Linked DNA regions of Gossypium hirsutum: region 1 is linked to region 2. The links are chromatin contacts, called in public Hi-C maps. All regions are on one chromosome and are shown on one strand. The core of a region is the stretch at or near the end of the contact, and the rest is flanking DNA. Distances in the headings are between cores, read along the strand shown.

Region 1 (2,775 bases), core at 257-2,756, 260 kb after region 2:
ATCTTCCATTTGCTTAATTTGAAGTTTTGAGTAAGCAAAGAAATTTATTGTTGAATGTCTTCTACTGTAGTGGAGTCAATAATGGGCATTGTGTCTATCACTTGCCAAACAATACTCCTTCCACCTTTGGTTTTGCTACGTTTGGCTTCATCCAAGTTCATTTCAAAGGTCTATAACGAGCCAATTAGCTCATCAATCCATAAACTATCTAGGTACTTTGCCTCCTTGATGGCAATGACTTTGATATCAAATCTCTTAAGTAATGATCTCAACACCTTCCTAACCAATTTGGAATTGAAATATTCTTCTACAAGGGCAAATGCTTGATTAGACAGATCACAAAGTTTTGCATAAAATTGACCAATGGTTTGTAAACTCTGCAATCTTAGGTTCTACATCTTAGAATGCTTTATGTATTGGTTCTTTCATGGGCAGTTTAAAGGATGTTACATGCCTATTTAGTAATTGTACACTTTGATACCCTCTTAAATTCTTGTTCATTGACATCACAAAAGATAACATAAAGAGCTTTCAAATGATATTTGCAAGACTTTCTTCATCAATGGTCTAAGCTAACTCAATTCTTCCTACTTCTGTCTCAATCATAGGTGGTTGTCATCCTGTGAGAACAAAACATCATGCTTTCTCATTAGTGGACTTGATGAAGGCTTTCATTCTTGCCATCTAATAAGCATAGTTAGAACCTTTCAACATAAATGGATCGAGCAATTAAAGATCATTTCATATCTAACAATTAACAAAATCAGGAAACACCATTAGCTAAGTGTTAGGCTCTTATACCACATGTTGAAACGGACAGTTGCTAATTTCTAAGAAAAATAGAGTGCTTTAATGGAAGTGATGGTTGTAGTGGCTACTACAATTACCACTACGATGAACACAACAAAAGAACAAAACACACAGGATTGTTTACGCAGTTCGCTTTCCCTATATCTTTGAAGCCTAGCTCAGTGAGTAAATCAACTATCTTTAATCTCAGTACAACAAATGATTCAAGTTTTATCACACCTTGATATAGAAACCTCACTTTTGTACCTCAGGATCTAAATCACTCACCTCTAAGTTCTCCACAGTAAACTAAACATGTTTACTCTCTCATGCACTCTCAAAAACATGTTCCACTATGAAAAAAATAAGTACTATCAATACCAATACAAAACATATACAAGTGTCTCAAATATATAAGATTTCGAGAATTGCTAACATGCTAGAGATTAATTACAATTCAGTCTCCTATTAAATAGTTGTTAAAATAGCAAGATACAATATAATAATAAAGATTAATGTAAAGTGGATTATGGAGATATGTCTTCAATTCTATCTCGATCCAATCCAACCTTTAAGATAAATTGCTTCAAATGGATTGATATTCGTATATGAGGTTTCATACTTTCACAATATCAATATCATTTAAAGCCTAAATATTTTATTTCAAAAATTGTGAATTTCAAAATGACAAGTAATAATCAGCCGTAGTGTTTAAGTGTAACTATCACTACAGTTGACACTTAAATAATCACTTCGAAGTTTTACGTCAACAAATCTGATGATCTTAGCATGATCATCAACACCTTCAAGATAGTTTTGGTAACCTTCTACTCTCATCATATTCAAATTTCATGAATTCTGAAAAAAGAAAAAAGAGTAACGACTAGATAGCTAAAAAAATCTAAAAACAGGGAATACCCCAATGATTTTATTGTATTGCATTGTGATGTAGTCACTCACTGTCTGGAACTTTCCTCTTGACAAAAGGAAATTTTGATGTTTGATACTTTGGACCAAACCAATGCACTCGCGTAGATGGTCGGACAAATCCAACGCACAACTAAGCTCAAAGCTAACCAGCACTAGTTTATACTTACACTTGCTTTTTTTCTTACAAAAAAAAAAGGCGCACGTGTTCCTTTGACCTCGATGACTCCAAAAGAAGGTTCCAAAAAACAGAAGTTTTTGCTTGCTCGCTCGCTCGCTTCATGCCCTAATCTCTTTTTGCTCTACTCTCTTATTCAGTTCAAAAAAATTGTGAATTCAGTTTCATAGTTCGTTATTTCAGGTGGGTTTTTGCTCTCTTTCTATTTTAGTTTGTTTTTCTTAACCGTTTCACTTCTTTTTCCTTCCCGAGGGGGTTATGGATAAAGCTGAAACTTCGGTGTCTGGAACTCGTTCATGGTTTATGTTAAGGTGTTTCCTTCTTTTATTTAATGTTCTGATTTGAGATGGGTAGATTTGTGGTCGGAGTTTTTGTTTTATTTTTGGTTTCTATTGATTTATTAGAAAACCGTTTGACTTTGATCACCCTTTGACTTGCTAAGATGAAATGACATTAGGAATTTTGGTGATTTTGATTAAGAAATAAGTTTAACTTTATATGGCTTTTGGCTGAAATTTTTAGATTTGGGATGATACTGAGGAACTTGGAAACTGAAATGCCAGGTGGTCGGAAATTTTCCAGAATAGGTACTTTAGAGCTGAAATCTCAGATTGTAAGGAAGATTGGGCGTATAAAAACGGAGGAGTACTTCAATCTGCTTACTAGATTTTTGAGTCTTAGGATTGGGAAACCCGAGTTTGATAAGCTCTGCATTGATACAATAGGGAGAGAAAATGTTCGTCTTCATAATAATCTCCTGATATCAATTGTTAGAAATGCTTCGCTTTCAAAGACTCCTCCATCGGTGGAGAACAAGTTTGAAGCTTCTTTAAGTGTTAAAGCGTCAAATGGGTACCAAAGAAGCAATCTTCAGTCACTGT
Region 2 (2,830 bases), core at 80-2,579:
CAATTTTATAGAACATGTTTGGGGTTTGGGGTTCAGGGTTACCTCTCCCCAAGGGCGAAGCCAGAAAACTTTTTAGGAGGCCAAAATTAAATTGCAATTTTTATTATAGTAAAAATATAATTTTTAAAAGATTAAATCAAAATTTTATCATTTATAGGGGCCAAAGTGCAATTTACCTTTTAATTTAAAATTTTAAAAACATTAAAGGGTTAAAATTTTTAAAGGGGCCGGGCCCTTATCTGCCCCCTAGATTCGCCCTTGCCTCTCCCAACAATGTCATCTCAAATGTTGGAACATGCTTTTTCTTATTAAGAGCACAATGTATCTTACTACTATACTTAACACGTTTTGATTCATTTTAATTGATTTCACTTATCCAAAATTAAATAAAAATGCAAATATTATTTTTACATTATTAAGAGTTGATAAAATAAAATAAAAACAACCAATTATCTACTACTCCTTAGCTACCCATTATTCTTAATTAATCTACTCCCTTAAAAAAATTTATCCAATATTATCCACATAACTTTTTTTTCATTAAAAACACTTATCCGCTCTTTTTTCTAAAATATCATTCTCAAAATAAATATATATATGAAATATTATTTTTTAACTATAAAATTTGTATACAAAATGTTATTTTTCACTCAGTGTGAAGTTTTAGTATATATATAAATTCTTTAATTAATTTGGTGTTACAAATCAAATCACATCAATTGAATTTTAAAAATTTAAGCTTATGAATTTTAGAAAAATATAAAAATATTTGTATGATCTAAATCTTTAATAAAAATTAAAATCTTAACTTTATCCACCTTCCAATAACTGTCACCATTATTAATTAAACTTACTTTTTAGAAGAAAATTAAGCTACTTAAGTATTCACTTTTCATCATTAGAACCTATCTACTATTTTTCCTTTAAAGTATTATTATTATCTCAAAACTAAAATTTTATATATAAATGATACACATATATATATCAAATAGTTATAAATGATACATATCAATCGTCAACAAATTTATTTGTGAAATTTCTAAATTACTTTTACATATATATAAATTAAGATATATTATTATGAGTGTGTTTTAATCTTTTATATATATAATAAATTAATAAAAAATTAATCAAATTAATATTTGAACCCAAAACATTCTGCATAATAAATAATTTATTATTGTATTCAAAATATCATTTATTTTTTGTGAAATTTTAATAAATATATGTCTTACATAATCTTTTTCCACTTATCTGATGCGGCACCTAATTGGGGAAATCGTGAGCAAATGGTAACGTCATGGTGTCCACTGACGCGGCGTCCTCATCCTGTGTCAAACTTACTATAAATTACGGAAACAAGAAAAAATATTTATTTAATTTGGTGGGCACAATGATCCATAATTTTTTTTTCTTTAGTGGCTGTCCAAAACAAGATTCTATGAAGGCCAGCAAGCATGATCTCAGCCATAGATCACTTTCCTAAGAAAATCTGTGGGAAAATCCTTGATATTTACTTCACCCAACACGTAAACGTCCCTTGGGTCCTGTCTCATGATGTTTCGATTTTTTTTCTTTATCCTTTTTTAAGGACTTGTTTTCATCTTTTGCACATTTGTCGACCCTGCGTTTGACTATTTAGTTGAGAAATGCTGAGGATATTTGCTATATACTTGTTTTCAGCTTAATCCTCGTTAAAGACAAAAACCCATAAAAGATTTCCTCGGATCAACTGAAAATTCAATGGTGGAAACCATTGATATCACAGAATTGAACTTATTGTTTTTCTTTTTTAATTTGTATGTTATTTGATTGAAGAGCTTAGAGATTTTCCTAGTAATAATTAAAAAAAATGCAATTTTGTTGGTGAAAAAGAAACATTCAAGAAACAAGAATATTTTATATATTTTATCACTGAAAACATTTTTATTAAATGATAAAAGCTGAATTTATATAGCAAATTGTAACAAAAAATAACAATAAAATTTAAAAAAACCATAAAATCAAATTTAAATTTAAAAAGAATATCATTGATTGATTCCTAGTATTTTCTTAGGCATAACTGTTAACAATCTGTCCTTTGACTTGAAAGATGCAACATGAAACTTTTCTCTTAGAAACTCAAATCTTGTTATAGGAAGAGTTATGGTCAAAATATCTACAATTTGACTTTCAGTTTTGCAATAAGCTAGTTGTAGTTTTCCTTTCTTTTGAACCTTCATAAGAAAATATAATTTTATTTTGAAATGCTTTCTTTTTCCATGAAAACTGGATAATTTGTAAGGGATATAGAAACTTGGCTGTCTACAAACACCTCAATACACACTTCTTGCTTCATATCTAAATATGTTAGCAATTTCCTAAGCCATAAGGCTTGATTTATGGTTGCAACAACAGCTACGTACTCTGCCTCAATAGTGGGTTGAGCCACTACGTCTTTCTTCTTTGAATACCTCGAGAAAACACCTGAATCGAGACTAAAACGATAATCTAAAGTACTTCTCATATCATCAGCACATCTAGCCTAATTACTATCGGAGAATCCATGGAAAATGAAATTCTGAAGTTGACTAAACTTAATGCCAAAATCAATAGTGCCTTTAACATATCACATGTTTTGCTATCTGTAAATGAATTTCACTAGCCTTACATCATGTGTTATACCTGGCCTTGTTGTAGTCAAATACATCAAGCATTCGATCATGCTTTTATAAAGTCCTTCATACACCTTTTCTACACCATCATCTTTATATAACTTCCCTTTCTAGTTCATAGGAGTGGTTGTTAGCTTGCATTCTTCTATTCTAAATTTTTTCAAATTCTCTTTGGC

The links. A called contact is a pair of places that touch in the nucleus more often than the background predicts.
Region 1: a Hi-C map of leaf shows a contact between it and region 2, with 2.0 times the contacts expected there. The contact joins the promoter of LOC107945361 here to the enhancer-like site in region 2. A contact is called at or near these places in 2 of 34 Hi-C or Micro-C datasets (both in leaf).

What each region holds. Positions count from the first base shown.
Region 1 is chrD12:29,475,247-29,478,021 of Gossypium_hirsutum_v2.1, forward strand. It overlaps LOC107945361, which reads left to right and starts at 1,507. Exons shown (of 2, transcript XM_016879335.2): 1 at 1,507-2,077; 2 at 2,417-2,775. The coding sequence starts at 2,424.
Region 2 is chrD12:29,218,777-29,221,606 of Gossypium_hirsutum_v2.1, forward strand. No RefSeq gene overlaps it. Among protein-coding and RNA genes, the nearest start is that of LOC121224749, 36 kb to the right of the region's middle. Within about 2 kb of position 1,330, at least 3 of the 9 cell types and tissues checked have an H3K27ac peak or open chromatin away from gene starts, as enhancers often do. A contact at or near this core is called in leaf, where this site is marked.